Regions from separate parts of the Mus musculus genome. Here region 2 is linked to region 1. A link is a contact called in public Hi-C data. All regions are on one chromosome and are shown on one strand. Each heading gives the region's core, a stretch centred on a gene start, on an enhancer-like site or on the middle of the called end of the contact. The rest is flanking DNA. Distances are from core to core; before and after follow the strand shown. Region 1 overlaps Gm51906 (a long non-coding RNA gene). Region 2 holds the start of Ankfy1 (ankyrin repeat and FYVE domain containing 1).

Region 1 (3,304 bases), core at 576-3,075:
CTAAGTCTGTGGCTCGCATTGCCAAGCTGGAAAAAGCAAAGGCTAAAGAACTCGCCACTAAATTGGGTTAAATGTACATTAAGTTTTCTGTACCTAAATATAATTACAAAATTAAAAAAACAAAACAAAACAAAAACAAAGAAAGAAAATCCCTTCTGTAGCTTTGCAGGATGGCACAGTGCCTGTTACAAAGTCGTGAGGAGGCAGAGGCAGGAGAGAGAGAGAGAGAGAGAGAGAGAGCGAGCTTTTGTGGGGCAGAGATTTCCAGACTAAGGATTGGTGGGGGATTTTAAGCACCAAGCTTGGGGAGCTCAGGGATTTGGTGTATTTTCATGTTCAGGGATTGGTGGGGTTTTTTGTGGGAAGGAAGCTCAGAGATTGGTGGGTTTTCGTGCTCAGGAATTGGTAGCTTTTTTTTTTTTTCTCCTTCCTTCCCCCTTTCTCTACATGGGTCCATGAGTTAGGATGGTGTCTTAGTCAGGGTTTCTATTCCTGCACAAAACATGACCAAGAAACAAGTTGGGAAGGAAGGGTTTATTCAGCTTACACTTCCATACTGGTGTTCATCACCAAGGAAGTCAGGACTGGAACTCAAGCAGGTCAGGAAGCAGGAGTTGATGTAGAGGCCATGGAGGGATGTTCTTTACTGGCTTGCCTCCCCTGGCTTGCTCAGCTTGCTTTCTTATTGAACCAAGACTGCCAGCCCAGAGATGGTCCCACCCACAAGGGGCCTTTCCCCCTTGATCACTAATTGAGAAAATGCCTGACAGTTGTATCTCATGGAGGCATTTCCTCACCTGAAGCTCCTTTCTCTGTGATAACTCCAGCTGTGTCAAGTTGACAGGAAACCAGCCAGTACAGATGGGAAGTTCTTCCCAGTCTCAGGTGGCTTTGGCTGAGGCACCAATTCTCTGGAGCTGCTTGGGGAGGCTGGAGAGAAGGGGCTGACATTGCACAGCTCCTGTGATGGCTGCACACTGAGGAGGTGTCTAGGTGCCACCATTTTGACAGGTCCTGTGGGAACATCTATGGTGACTGTAAGCTAGGGCAGAAGGGTGGGGGGACAGCAGCTGCTGCTTTGATTACTTTTGTAGCACACTGCTTTAGGGACTGCAGAACCAACTCCTGAACGTTGTCCTTTGCCTTGTACTCATACACTGTGGAACGTGGAACACACACACACACTTTACATTTAAAACAACAACAACCACCACCATAGCAAACTAAAGAAAACCCTGAGACCCCAAGTAGTTGATCATAGGGTTTTCCCTTCATGGTTGGAGCCTATAAACTCTGCTGGTTTGCAACTTGGCCCACAGCCTCTTGGCATCTTAGTTGATAGTAGCTTTTTGGTTTGTTTAAGAAAAACACATTTCTCTCTTCTAGGTGGAAGGTTCATCATATGAGGATTGCTTCTTCCTCATCATAGACTTTACAGTATGGATGCTGTGCCCTGTCCTACAAGGTTCATGTGGGTGAGCACCAGTAGCCTGCCCAGGAAAAAGACACACTCCTCACTACCGGAAGTGGGGTTGAAGAAGGCCTCTTCCTTTTTTCCAGCATCCTTAGTCCCAAGTCACACTGATATAAAGGAGGGTTCTGAGCTTTGGTACTGAGGCTACTCGTGCCCAATGTATAGATGGAAAGACAGAGTCTAGCCTGGGTCCAACCTCTACTTCAGCGCCTGGGGAAAGCTGTCGTTCTAGACCCCCACCATGTAGCACACACCGTACCTTCAATTTCTGGAGCACGTCGAAGTGCACTGACCGCGGATCAGCAGGCCGGTAGGTTTCTGTTTTCTACTTAGTTTTTGGTGCCATCTGGTGGCCACGGTTCATCATAGCTCTGATTTGCTTCAAAGGCTTCTGACAAGCAAAGCACCTAGGCAATCATTTCCTTTGTCATCTTCCCATTTTGTTTGGGAGGTTCGGAAGACTTCCGGAAGCCACACCCACTTCCTATGGTCAGCGGGATCTAGCGCTGGGATGGACTTGCTAGCAAGCGACCATGGCCGTACTACGACATCTGCCTTGCTTTTTCTTTTTCTTTCTTTTTTGTTTGTTTTTGAGACAGAATCTCTCTCCCTCTCCCTACCCTCCTCTCCTGTGAATCTTCATGTGCACATGCACACGAACACACACACACACACACACACACACACACACACACACACACAGAGGAGTGCATCCCTAAAATAAAATAAAAAGTAAATAGGGGCTAGTGAAGTAGTTTAGTGTATAATATCAAATATGAGTCATTTTTGTTGAAAACTGTAGAACTTGTGTTTGGAACAAAGAAGTCAAAGCATTTTATCTCTCCCACTTTGTAAGCAGGGGTTATATATCTTTCCCACCTCCTCTCTCCTATCCCCCACCCCTGCCAGTTAAACCTTTGTTAACACAGAGGGCCCCTGTTGCGGTTCAGTAACCTGATGACCTGGAGAAGTGACCCTTTTCCCCAGGGAGCAGTGACCTCTTTCATTTCCTGTACTTACGCCAGTTCTTTTCCTTTCTTTTTCGACAGGGTTTCTCTGTGTAGCCCTGGCTGTCCTGGAACTCACTCTGTAGACCAGGCTGGCCTCGAACTCAGAAATCCGCCTGCCTCTGCCTCCCAAGTGCTGGGATTAAAGGCGTGGGCCACCACTGCCTGGCTATGCCAGTTCTTTTCAAACTAGCCAAATGAATAAGACTGTGCACTGGGCAGGTGAAGAAAAGACCAACTCACAACCTGCATTAGAATAGAAATCAAGGGCATTTCCTGTCTCTTTGTGCTCACTCTTCCGAGCACAAAGTAAAGTTTCAAGAGTAAAGTTTTGCCGTGTCCGCTGGAGTGGTGGTCTCTTTCTTTGCGACCATGAGCTTATTTCTATCAATTGATAAAGGCATTTATTTGCTGCCAATTGTGATGATCTGAGACCCACACGGTATGAACTCTCACAAGTTGTCCTCTGACCTCCACACACATGGCTGAACGTACATATATGTACACTCAATAAATGTGATTTGAAAATGGTAATGATAAGTTGTGTTGGGTCTCAGAACTCAGGTTAAATGGCTGACAGAAGTGCCTAATAACATAACAAAATGCCTTTAATCCCAGCACTCAGGAGGCAGGTGGATTTCTGAGTTCGAGGCCAGCCTAGTCTACAAAGTGAGTTCCAGGACAGCCAGGACTATACAGAGAAACCCTGTCTCGAAAAACCGAAACAAAAAACAAACAAACAAACAAAAAACAAAAACAAAAATAACATACCAAAGCAGCTGCTGGCCTGCCTTCCGAGCATCACCAGTTATCTGTGCTCCTC
Region 2 (3,304 bases), core at 212-2,711, 120 kb before region 1:
AAACCTCGCTGCTGAGCAACAGGTACACAACATTCCGTGGTGTGCAAAATCATCTAGTTCATTTTTTGAACAGGGTTTCATGCACTCCAGGTAGGCTGTGAATGACCCTAAATTCCAGATCCTTCCAAGTGCTGAATGAAGGAACTACAAGCAGGCAGGCATACATCACCACACCCAGCACTTTCAGTCACTTCGCTTTCTCCTCCTCTGTTGGACAATGTTCACCACCTCCAAGGTGTTTAACAGATAGAAAAAGTAAAAATGAAAACAGAATCCAGTCCCAGCCATGAATCTGGCCTCAGTTCACTTAACTATAAAGGGCAAATAACACACCTGGCAGGCCTACTTCGTGTCACTCTTAAACCTAATTCAAATCTGAGAAGACTACACAAACTGTCACACTACCCAAATCTCAGATCAAGAAATGATGAGTTTAATCAACACTTACCAAAAAATACAAACAAAAGACAAAAACAAAATAGGCCAGGTCTAGATCAAGTAAATCTTCAGCCACTCAACAAAGTCCAACAAGAAGTATTTTTCTCCAACAATGGGGTACACAGGAGAAGCACACCGGCCAGGTCTAATATTGTCTGATCACTACTAGGTAACTCACTATCTCAGGGCTTTCACCCCAACTCATACAGTAAAGCTATGGCAAGCAAAGATCCTAACATTATTCCTTAAGGGAGGCTGCACCTGAGAAACCGGATGCCTTTACCTGCAATGTCGTAAAGTACTAAAAAAGAGACGAAGGACTAAAGCAGGAGGTAAAGGAACCGAAGCCTGGCTTTAGCACACCTCTTTCAAGCAGTGTGACCTTGGTCAACTTCCTTACTGAGGAAACATCTCCTTTTGCCCCTTTGTAAACCTCAGAGAATCTGAGCGTGCCCACATTTGCTAGGGCTGCCAAAAAGCTTAAAGACTATTACAGCGCACGCCCAAGAAGCCCGTCGTCCAGCTGCAGTCCCGGCTCTTCCAAGGAAGAGTCCCAAGCTCTTCCGCAGGCAAGAGATGCACCCTTCCGGATGCAGGACCTGCCATGACAGCAGTTTCGATTTCCTAAGGAGAGGGGCACTTCCCTCCCCGTTCCAGCATGGCTGGCACAAGAAGCTCCTCTACAGCTTTCTCGAGTCCCGCGGGTGCATTCGCTCCCAGGACCCGACCCCTTTCTCGTTCTGAGACTACCGGGATCGGGGTTGGGGGCGGGGGGTGACGAGTGAAGACAGACTGCAGGAGGGGCGTTGCCATAGGAACGGCGCTGAGAACCCCGGCCCGGGGAGCCCCGAAACGCTACATAGGAAGGCTCGCGAGACACGTGATGCACCGTACGACCACAGCCGGACAACCCTTCCAGGGGCTTCTGTGCCCGGCCAGTGGTACCCCTATTGCTTCGCGTCTTCCCGTGCCACCCCACAAAAAACCTACCTTCCGCCATGTCGGGCCCGGCCCTGCCTACAGCCTCGCGATAAATGCCGGCGCAAGGGAATCATCAAGTCTCGCGAGAATGGATGGAGGCGTGGCAAAGGGAGGAGCCAGAGCAGACAAGGGGTGAATGAAAGTGGAGCGGGAAGTTGCTCTAGGCGGGAGGTCCGAGTCCCACTTCGTTTTGGAAGGTTTGACAAGCGCGGACTGGGCTATCTCGTACTCCAGGCGATCGTCAGGGTAGAGCAAACATGGACTATTCTGAGGCAGGGACTGCGGATCTTTAAGTTACTTTGTAACCACGTGGGACGCTGTCCTAATACTTAAATGATAGCATTTCTCCAGGGCTTTGGGAATTTTTATGGCTAAAACCAGACAACTTGGGTTATCAAACAGGCAAACACACTGGTTACAAATATAGGGGTCGCAAAAACTGCAAATCTCTATACAATTTTATGTAAGCAAAATTGTGAGATCCCTGAGGTCAAAGTGGCAAAGCCAAATAACACTAGGAGCTAATAACGGTTGACAAGGCCATGGAGAAGGAATTCAGATTGTAAACCAGGAGCTTAAACCTTTTGTGAATGTGAGAATGATTAGATGATTTTTATAATAGCAAAATAGAGGGCTGACAATCCTAGATAGTATGCCTTTTTTGGCTGTGGAGTAGGTAGAGTGGGGAATTGAGACAGGGTTTCTCTACATAATCCTGGCTGTTCTGGAACTTACTATGTAGACCAGGCTGGCCTGACACTGATAAGAGACCCTAGTGCCTCTGCCTGGAGTGCTGCGATTAAAGGCAAGTGCCACCACACTTGACATAAATACTTTTTCTTGGCCCGGGTAACGAATATGTACTTAGCACACCTGAAGCCTCCAGGTCAACAAAGGAGAATAGAAATAATGCATCAACAGTTAAGTAGTGACTTAGAGAACAGTTAAGATTTTAGGAAGATCTGCCACAGTTAAAGAAAGCATTAGAGGGCAATGAAATGGAATAATGAAGGGATTGAGTTCAGATTATAAAAATGTAAGGGCAATGGTTAAAATTTTGAAAAGGGGACGACCCTGGCTGAAAAACACTTAGAAAATGGAAGAGAAGGACACTTAAATACATTAAGGATAATTATGTACTAAAAACTGATGTTCCGATTGTAGCAGACTACAGTAGTGAAGGAAATAACAGGGCAGTGTTAAAGTAGTGGCCCTGGATAAGCGACATGTGATTAAAGAAACAATATTTGTTAGTTTCAATAGAAGTGCCTGAGCTCAAAGCTTCACTGCCTTGCTGAGGATGGTTCATAGGTGTGTCAAATGAGTTTTTGAGATCTTCAGGTGGCTAGATAAACCAGCTTTGAGCATAAACAGACTCTTCTATCCCCTAAAAATACTCAAGCTCCTAACATTAAAACAACTTAACTGGTTGGAAAGTGCTGTCATATCTGACATCTGTTTGCAGCATGTTTTCTCTTTGCCTTGCTTTGCAAGCCCAGCAAACTTAATCTGAGCCAGGTTTTTTGTTTGTTTTTGTTTTCACTTTTTTGGACAAGTCTCATGGAGTACAGACTGGTCTAGAATTACTGGTCCTCCTGCTTTTCCAAATGCTAGGGTCAGAGGTATCCATGGATGGAGGCGTGGCAAAGGGAGGAGCCAGAGCAGACAAGGGGTGAATGAAAGTGGAGCGGGAAGTTGCTCTAGGCGGGAGATCCGAGTCCCACTTCGTTTTGGAAGGTTTGACAAGGCTCCAACTTGTTTCTAGTTGAGATACTCTTGCCCTGGATTATCCTAAAAATTTGGCCAGATCCTTTATGATGCACAGATACCAAAATCTACTATCAAGAAACTTGCTTAATAAAAACATGGTTTCTAGTATTGTGAA

What was found. Hi-C and Micro-C count contacts between places; a contact is called where the count stands out from the background.
Region 2: a Hi-C map of B cells shows a contact between it and region 1, with 62 read pairs. The contact joins the promoter of Ankfy1 here to the enhancer-like site in region 1. A contact is called at or near these places in 13 of 39 promoter capture datasets (the C10 cell line, the HPC-7 cell line, cranial neural crest and 7 more), 1 of 15 datasets of contacts at CTCF or cohesin (pro-B cells), 19 of 484 Hi-C or Micro-C datasets (B cells, the C2C12 cell line, Sertoli cells and 11 more), 38 of 115 datasets of contacts at active chromatin or transcription factors (the 230-238 cell line, DN3 thymocytes, the HPC-7 cell line and 23 more) and 4 of 9 other capture datasets (adipose tissue, embryonic stem cells, liver and 1 more).

Annotation. Positions count from the first base shown.
Region 1 is chr11:72,569,297-72,572,600 of GRCm38.p6, reverse strand. Gm51906 (a long non-coding RNA gene) reads left to right here. Exons shown (of 4, transcript XR_003949712.1): 3 at 1,387-1,784. It also overlaps the pseudogene Gm12712. Among named protein-coding and RNA genes, the nearest start is that of Spns3, 21 kb to the right of the region's middle. Within about 2 kb of position 1,825, at least 41 of the 459 cell types and tissues checked have an H3K27ac peak or open chromatin away from gene starts, as enhancers often do. A contact at or near this core is called in B cells, the HPC-7 cell line, the SCID.adh cell line and 5 more, where this site is marked.
Region 2 is chr11:72,688,159-72,691,462 of GRCm38.p6, reverse strand. Ankfy1 (ankyrin repeat and FYVE domain containing 1) reads right to left here and starts at 1,461. Exons shown (of 25, transcript NM_009671.5): 1 at 1,429-1,461. The coding sequence starts at 1,438.